Linked DNA regions of Mus musculus: region 1 is linked to region 2. The links are chromatin contacts, called in public ChIA-PET maps. All regions are on one chromosome and are shown on one strand. The core of a region is the stretch at or near the end of the contact, and the rest is flanking DNA. Distances in the headings are between cores, read along the strand shown.

Evidence for each region. ChIA-PET counts read pairs in DNA pulled down with a chosen protein or histone mark.
Region 1: a contact with region 2 is called in an RNA polymerase II ChIA-PET map of memory CD8 T cells, with 138 read pairs. The contact joins two enhancer-like sites. A contact is called at or near these places in 3 of 115 datasets of contacts at active chromatin or transcription factors (bone marrow-derived macrophages, effector CD8 T cells and memory CD8 T cells) and 1 of 9 other capture datasets (liver).

What each region holds. Positions count from the first base shown.
Region 1 is chr11:54,950,236-54,954,597 of GRCm38.p6, forward strand. All of the region lies in intron 2 of Tnip1 (TNFAIP3 interacting protein 1), which reads right to left. Among named protein-coding and RNA genes, the nearest start is that of Tnip1, 11 kb to the right of the region's middle. Within about 2 kb of position 2,631, at least 47 of the 459 cell types and tissues checked have an H3K27ac peak or open chromatin away from gene starts, as enhancers often do. A contact at or near this core is called in bone marrow-derived macrophages and memory CD8 T cells, where this site is marked.
Region 2 is chr11:54,615,985-54,620,824 of GRCm38.p6, forward strand. Rapgef6 (Rap guanine nucleotide exchange factor (GEF) 6) reads left to right here. Exons shown (of 29, transcript NM_001252494.1): 8 at 3,902-4,079. Among named protein-coding and RNA genes, the nearest start is that of Rapgef6, 96 kb to the left of the region's middle. Within about 2 kb of position 1,812, at least 18 of the 459 cell types and tissues checked have an H3K27ac peak or open chromatin away from gene starts, as enhancers often do. A contact at or near this core is called in bone marrow-derived macrophages and memory CD8 T cells, where this site is marked.

The sequences.
Region 1 (4,362 bases), core at 1,381-3,880, 340 kb after region 2:
TCAGAAATCTGCCTGCCCCTGCCTCCCAAGAGCTGGGATTAAGGGTGTGCCACAGCTATTTTATGCAACCCTGTAAGTCCCCTCTCAGGGGAAGATGCCAGGTTTTGAGAACTCTCCTTATACCAAATATGGTGGGAAGAGGACACTGGGGAGATAGCTCAGTCAGTAAAGAGCTTACCACACGAGCACAAAAGCCTACGTTTGAGCCCCGGAACACACATTTAAAGATGGCGGGGCAGGGGTGGGGGGGGAGTAGTGAGGTGGCTGAAGGGGGTGCTTGCTCCCTAAACTGACAACTGGAGCTTGATATCAGGCCCCCATATGATAGGAGAGAACCCATTCCTTTATAAGTTGTCCCCTGACCTTCACACAGATACACAATAAATGTAATAATAAATCTAAAAAGCCAGAAGCCAAACATAGTGGCTCACACCTGCAGTTCCAGCATGAATGCAAGGCCAGCCTGGGGACACTGTCTATAATCCAAGAGCTGAGGCGGTGGACGAAGGGAAATTCCCAGAACTGACTAGCCAGCCAGTGTAGCCTAATTGGTGAGTCCTAGGCCAGGAAGAGAGAGCCTGTCTCAAAAAACAGTGACTGGCAGTGAGCCGAGGCTAGCCAGGTGAAGGTCAGGGCAGAGGGAACTACAGGCCCTTGAATCAGGGGCTCCTCCATTTTACAAGAATCATCTCAGGGTCCAGTGACTGGGCCCCAGAGCCAGCACTCCCTCATCCCCACGTGCCTGCCAAGGCTGAGGTCGTGTTGTGTCCACCCTTGTGCTTAGCAGACAAAGTGCCCCAGGGCTCAGGGAATAGCCTGGAGACAAGGTTAGTGAGCGAAGGATAGCCAGCCCTTCAGGGACAGCCATCAGAAAGGACGCAGACAGTCCTCAGCAGTCACCCTTTCCAGTCTCTGGTGTGATCGTCCTGTGGAGGTCACGGGAAGAACACAGAGAAATAATTTCCTCCAACAGCCTGGTGGCTGCCTAGGTCTGTCTATAGCTGGAGACATGACACCTCTCCTGGGTTCAAGATAGACAGGGAGCAGAGGGGCAAGCCAGAGATATCACCAGAGGGCACAGAAAGGCCTGGCCCAGCTGGAGTCAATGGAGACCACCCAATGAATGGACAAGGGAGGGGGCATCCAATGGCTGGGTTTTACCATTTGAAGAATTCATCTAGTTTGGATTTTTGAGACAGGGGCTGGCCCTGAACTCAAAACATTAGCAAAGAGTGATCATGAACTTCTGGCTCCCATCACCATCTTCTTAGTGCTGGGATCATAGGTGTTCCCCAACACACCTGACTTAGGTGATACTGGGACTAGAACCCAAGTTCACTCATGGTAGGTAAGCACTCCACTAACTGAGCCATACCCTCCACCCAACATCTGGGACAGAGCAAAGGACCAACACAGAGAGGGCTTGGCACAGAACGCAGGCCAGGAAAGGGTTTGAGGTGAGTTATCCAGAGGCCTGGGAAGTGGGGTTACTTGCCGCCTGGGGCTAAGACTCTAACAGCCTCAGCCATAGCCTCAGCCAGTATGCAGACAGATCTCCCACAATGCTGAGGGGTGACACTGCCATCCCTTAGAGCTGCGTGCAGAACCTACCTGGTCTGCACTAGGAGCTGTCAGTCACAGGGGAGTAGGAGACAGTTCTAGCCTCACAGTTAGCACTGAGACCCACCAGCTCGGCTGCAGCCCAGCCATCTGAGTGTCCAGACAGACATTCCCATGCCTGGGATCTTTGGGGGGTCTTGCCCAGCCCAGTTAACAGCTCCCCAACTAAGCACAACCTTACACACTATCTGCTATGTCCATCCAGCCCCCTAAAAGGCCCAGGCCCTACTCTGTACCTTCCATCTTTCCAGGGCCCCCATCACTTACTTCTGGAAATCCCTCGTTATCAATCAGGTGCTCCTGAAAGACTTTATACCCAAGCCACATCCACGGTGGCTAGCCTGTCCCCTGGCTCCTGATGCTGTCACAAAGAGCTCCCAGCCAGGAGGAGCCCTGGAAGGCAAAAACAAGCTCTGGCATACAGATACAGCCTGACCACCACCCAGCTGAAGGCAGCTGAAACACTTCCTCCTGCGATCCATCCTAGAACTCACGGTTGGAGATCAGGCGGGCCTTGAAGTCAGAGAGATCTGCCTTCCTCTGTCTCCTGAGGGCAGGGAGTAAATGTCTGCATCACCATACTTGGCTCACAAATAAATCTACTTTAGATCATGATAAATGAATGAACAAAGTAGTAACATGACAGAAAGTGAGAGGGCTGTGTGTTTTGCATAGGAAGAGCAGGGAAGGCCCCCTCTCAGGAGGTGACATTTGAGCTGAGACTTGACAGATAAGGAAAAAGCAGCCATGGGAAGGGCTAGAAACTGGTCAGGGCATTTGGGATGGCAGGCATAAGGGCTCAGTGTGAGAACAGGCTGAGAACACACACGGCTGGGAAAAAGCAGGTAGCAGGGCCTGCCAAATCACAGTGGGCACAGAAGGGAGCCAGCACCCAGGGGAGGGAGGCATACAAATAACCTTTCAGAGCACCACCATACTCAAACCAGGTCCGTCTGACCCAGCCGGGACATCCGGGCCAGAGACACAGTACTGGGGGTGAAGGAATGAGTCAGACCCATGGCTTCCTGGGGCCCCAAGGGAGCTGCTACGGGCATCCAGGGACAGGCACCCACACCCACAGGTCACCCACGTGGAGGGGACAACATGACCAGATATATAAAAATACTGAATGCTCCCATCTGTTGCTCCCAGAGGGTAAAGATTAAATGTGTCCACAGAGGACTAATACCTAACTAATTTCCCAGGACACAGTCATGACGACAGTCTAAGCCAGCAGCAGAACATAGCCCTTGGGACTAGGGGTGTACTTTACTTGGTACAGGGCTTGCCTAGCATAAATGAAGCTCTGGGTTCAACCCCACAGTACCCTATAAACCAGGCATAGTGGTGCATGCCTCTAATGCCAGCACTCAAACTGATGCAGGAGGATCAGAAGTTTTGAAGGCCAGCCTGGGCTATAAAGAACCCTATTACAAAATAAAACAAAATAACAATTTAGAACTGGCCAGATAGCTCAGAGAGTAGAGGTGTTTGTCACAGCAACCTGAGTTCAAGTCCAGAAACCAGTATGATAGAAGGAAAAAGACAACTGGTGAAAGTTGTCCTCTGACTTCCACTTGGGTATGGATACCCAGGCACACACTCACCTCCAAGTACAAATGAATACATGTAAAATTGAAATCGGACAGAGGGTCCAGCTAAAATATGAGACACTATCAGGTCAGAAAGAATAAATGACATCAGGCATGGTGGAACACCCCTGTAGTGCCAGTAGGCACAGAGAGCTGCAGGGTTAAGGTCAGCCTGGACTAAGAAACTCTCTCTCAAAATAAATAAATAAATAAATAAATAAATACGCAAAAGAGTAAATAATTTCTGAATGTAAAAACTACACATTTAAAAAACTTTTCAGGCCAGGCAGTGGTGGCGCACACCTTTAATCCCAGCACTTGGAAGGGAGACAGAGGCAGGTGGATTTCTGAGTTCCAGGCCAGCCTGGTTTACAAAGTGAGTTTCAGGACAGTCAGGGCTACACAGAGAAACCCTGTCTCAAAAAACCAAACAAACAAACAAAATTTATGGTTAGGAGTCACCACAACATGAAGACCAGCATTAAAGGTCAGAAGCCAACTTCTCAGTGTAAGGTTACTAGAATTACCATTATGCGTTAGTTTTACAGGCCATTTACTAGATACAAAGGAACGCTGAGCCTGCTTAGCTAGTGTGAATATTCCACTCTCCCAACACAATGTCCTCCCTCAAGGACCAAAAAACAATTCTGTGAGTCCTCCGACAGTCCACTCACAAGTGTGAATTCCCCTCTACCACACCCCTCATTGTTGGCACTGTGAGTAAGAGCTGATCAAATCCCACTCTGACTGACTGTGAAATCAAAATGAGGCATCGGGAATTCACACGGTTCCCACACTGCCATTCAACAAGGGGGTGGGGACGGCTGCTGCAGAGACTTTTGCTTCATCCACAAAAGTCCCTCCCTCCCCTTTACCAAAACAGTTCCTCAGAGACAGCACCAAATTCCCACCCACTGCCGGGTACAAGATGAATACAGGCACAGCACAACCCACTTCCACACACGTGATCTCACACAGAAACATAGAACGGTCCCACGGTGCACGGCTGTTAAACACAGCCCAAAGTAGAAAAAAGAATCACTCCTAAATTATTCCCAGAAACTCACTGTATCTACCCAGCACCTGTGTGCACTAAAGCCCCTTACAAAACAAGCTTAATGGGGATGGAACAGGGGGCTTTGCAGCCAAC
Region 2 (4,840 bases), core at 562-3,061:
AAGGGGAAGGGTGGGGGCGCTGATTCTTTTAGCTTCTCTGATGAACAGGGTAGACAAGCTTCATCCTGCAGCTTGAAGGCAGGCACTAGGCAGCACATAAATGCAGCTTGTAGCTGGGAGAAGTAGAAGAGCTGCACAGTGAGCTTCCTTACCAGGTCTGACCAGAGGCTGAGCTGCTCCGAGCTGTGGCCTCGTTTCTGGAAGAAAAAGGCAGCTAGAGAATTTGTGATCTGACAGTGGAGTGCTTGCCTGGTATGAACAAGGTCCTGGGGTTTAATCTGTAGTATTAATCCTAGGAAAAATACAAATACAAAAAGACACCATCTATGCCCTTGTCCAAGGCTAAGTTACCCACTACCCACATACAGTGCCATTTAATTTAAACTCCTACTTGAAACAAATTGCAAGAATGTGATGGCTTAAATAGTATTCTATTAATGAAATTTCAGTGCTTCGCTCTTACCAAACTACGAATTTCAAGCCTTTCATTTCCCACTACCATCTGCCATCTGGTTCTGTATTCCATTAGTTTCCTACAGCACTTAGAGTCTGCTTCATGGCAAGAGTACATGCTGCTGGACCCTCAGCATGCTTTTTCTTAGCTGTGTTTTTGGTGTTTTGTGTGTATTTATTATCAGAATAAATTTATGCAGATGGGAGTTTATGTTTTTACTGATCTTGTTTCTTTTGCTGAGTCAAGCACTGTGGTACTTAGAAGTAATCTAGAAAAAAATTCAAGGTGAATAATATTTGAAGTAAATACCAGTATTGGTTTCAAGGTAAATGGCAAAATATCTCTGCTAACTAAAATGTTGGTCTGTAAGGCAGAGGAGAGAAATGGACAGGGCTATCCTGGACTGCAGAATTGTGGAAGATTTCATTGCACAAAATTCTCCTCTGACCAAGAAGACAAGATGAGCTTAAAAGCTGAATGGTCCCTGAAAAGGGAACCTGGACATGATGATGCTGAAAGGAAAAGCATTGAAAATATGAAGTGCTGGCTTAACACTTAAACCTCAATTTTAAATGTGGTTTTTATAAGTTTGTATAACATTTTCATTAAACATGTGGCACCTTTTACTGTAGCTTCATGTTTAGTTGCAAACAGGAAAGAGATATTCTCTGATGGTTTATTTGGTGAAGGCCAACTCATCGTAGAGTCAGCTTGTACTCACCGCATTATATGTACAAAGTACATGTGACAGGAAAGGAAAACCAAGAGAGGTTTAATCCTTGTCCTACTAGACCCCTGTGCTTAACCTATTTATCATAATCTTTTTAATGATCTGCCTAGGGCGGGCTCAGTTTGCTAACTATCCTACAAAAGTGAGTCTCCTACCATCTCTTAATATTATCATTCTAATCCTGTGATTATTCTGCTCCTTTTAGTCGACCATTGTCCATCTCTTCCATTTGAGTCTTCATATTTACTCTCTTAACCATGCCAACCACCAGTGTTACTCTGGGCTGGTCTAGAACTCAGGGATTCAGTCTTTCATATGTTGGGATTGTAAGCGTGAGCCACCACATATAGTTAAATTTATTCATCTGTTCATTTTACAGTTAATGAGAATCCTTCTTTTTGCTTTAAAGTACATGTTGGTTACAGAATAGGATATTGTATATGAGATACTATCATAGTCCATTCAAGCTGCTGTTTCAAAAAAAAATGCCGTGCACTGGGTAGCTCACAAACAGTAGAAATTCACTTTTCATGGTTTTAGATGCTGGGAATTCCAAATTACAGTAATGACAAATTTGCTATCCTGTGAAAGATCTCTTTCTGATCTGTAGATGGCACCATCTAGCTATTTCCTCATATGGAAGAAAGGTTGGATGGGCTTCCTCTGGCCTCGTATAGTACTACCCGTGAGGCACTACCCATTCATGAGGATTCTAATAACTTGGTGAGGTTTTAGCTGCTCAGAGGCTCCACCTTCCAGCACCATCATCTTGAAGTTAAGATTTCTTTCTATTAAGAATTTTTAGGGTGTTGGAGAGATGGCTCCATGTAAGAGCACTTGTGATTTTGGCTCCTAGCTCCATATAGCAGCTCACAACCATCAATAACCCCAGTGCAGGGAATTAGATGCCCTTTTCTGACCTCTGTGGACACCAGGCACACATGCAGTTTACTTACAATACATGTAGCCAAAACATTCATATACATATAATGAAAATAGTTATAATTTTTATGGGCTGGAGAGATAGTGCAATGGTTAAGAGTACTGACTACTCTTCCAGAAATCCTGAGTCCAATTTCTAGCACCTACATGGTAGCTCACAGCCATTTTTAATGGTATGTGATTCCCTCTTCTGGTGTTCATGAAGACAGAGCACCACTCATATTCATAAATAAATGAATAACTCTTTTTTAAAAAGTTTTAGGATCTGGGGATATGCCTTGGCTAAAGGAGCCTTGGGTGGCCCTATATTTGATGCCTAGCACTGTTGAAAAGGGAGGAAGATGTATGTAGCCCAGTTAGTAGAGTGCTTACCGTTACCATTAGGTTCAACCTTAGCACTTCATAAACTGAGCATAGGAGCATATACCTATAATCCTAAATGGCAGCAGGAAGATCAGAAGTTTAAAGGCCTTCTTGGCTACAGGTCAAGGCCCATCTGGGCCACATGAAACCCTGTCTCAAAAAGGAAAAGAGGATAATGGTCCAGGCCATAGCAGCAGACTGTTACAAACCATCTTTTCTAGTCTTAAAGGAGCTCATTGTATATTCATTCTGGATTATTAACTACTTAAAAATAAAGAGGAATCCAAAGGCACTATAAATTGTGCATAAAGCAAGACTAAGTTGTCATCTGAGCCCTAATGTGAATTAACAAAGGCCAGAAGATTAATATGCTGGCCCACAGAGAAAATGTGGAAGCAGTTCTGACAGCAGGGAGGCTGTAATTGCAGATACGGCTTTCTTTCCTGCCTGTCTCTAAGGTCGTTTTGTGTCCTATGGCTTACCTGTTTTTTCTCCATTCTTCTCTGTGATCCTGTTGCTGGCACTCTTTCTCTGCCCAGTATGTTGTATTTCTGTTGCTTCATTGCTCTTTCTGGTTCTGCTTCTCTTACTCAAGAGTTCTCCTTCCCATTTCCCTGCCTCTCCTCTTCCTGTTCATTTTTAGCTTTGTTCCTATTTTTAACTCTTTGAAACTTGTATTTATGGTCACATACACACATATTTATACATCCTACTGCAGCACAAGGAACCTGCCAGTGTCTACCCCTCATAGAAAAGTGACTTTTCTACACCTTCTTTATAGATCCTCAGCTACGACTGGGGCCTCGGGAGCAACTCTATAATGGAGTTTTGTTTTTTTTATACTGACTTAATTTTATTCCAGAGTACTTCTAAATAACAGTGCCATATTATGCTGGATATTTTATACTTCCTTGGTCTTATATAGGTCTTATGTGGGTAACCACAGTTGCTATGAGTTCATGAGTACAACATGTTATATACAAAGGAAGTATTTCAGAGCACTTGTCCCCATCTTCAGGCTCTTACTGCCTTCTCTTCTGTGATGTTCCCTGAATCTTTGGGCTCAGGAAAGGAGATTAATAAGAGAATAACTGACTATGAAAGAGGGCAGAAAGCATGTAAGACCTTAGATGAAGCTGTCATAATCTCCACTACTACTCATTTTGATTGCTTATTTTATAATTATGGATTTCCTGTGCTCAACTCACTATTTACTGTAGTAACTCTTAATATTCATGCCTTTTCATTTACAGTATAGATCAGGAGCATAGTATTAAAAGTATTCTAAATGTTTTTTACTTTTGGAAAGACATTTTCATCTTCTGTGAATGGTAGTTTTTGAAGCTTCCTAGTTCTTACGATATCTAGCATTGATAAGTTTCCAAAGTTGTGGTTGAAATTTCTTTCTGTAGGCTACAGAGAGTGAAGTAGGAGATGTAGATTTAACACGCCTTCCAGAAGGACCTGTTGATTCTGAGGATGAAGAGGAGGAGGAAGAAGAGATTGATAGAACAGATCCACTGCAGGGTCGAGATCTTGTTCGGGAGTGTCTTGAAAAGGAACCCGCAGACAAAACTGATGATGATGTTGGTAAGAAATATATACATTTGAGGCCAACCAGAGCTCCACAGAAAAACCATCTTAACACAGAGGGGTGGGGGGAGAGGGAGAGGAGAGAGAGAGAAGAAATAATTCTGTTCACATAAACATTTTTAACCCTATATACAAAATAATCTGTTGCCACATAACATATTGTACCAAAACATAACTTCTAAACACAATATACATTTATTATTTCATAGTCTTTGTTCGTTGGGAATTCAGGAACAACTTAGCTAGATAATATTAGCTTAAATCTTAGTCAGAGTTTACCTGCAAACTCCAGTCACCCAAGTCTTCACTGGAGTGTGTGAAAATCTTAAGTCCAAGATGACGACTCATGAGACTTCTGGTACAAGACCTCAGTTCCATGGCATGGAGTTTTCTTTGTAGCCTGCTTATTCACCCTAACAACTTAACAATAGATCTCTGATGTGGGTAGTCCAGGGTGAGCAAGGTAGATAGATGCCCTAGTGTCTTTTGTGACTATCATTCCTTCTGCCATAATCATTACACCGTGCAAACCTGAAAGAGTATTTGTGAAGACTGTGCCTGGACATTGGCATCAAGATGTCAGATCATTGAGAGCCATTGTTGAGACTTGCTGTGAGTGTTTATAAAATAAAAATGTTGATTTCATTTTACTGATTTTTATCTTGAGGTTCATAAGACTCACTAGAGTAGTACCTCAAGTCCATGAAGTTATTTATTTATTTATTTATTTATTTATTTATTTATTTATTTATTTATTT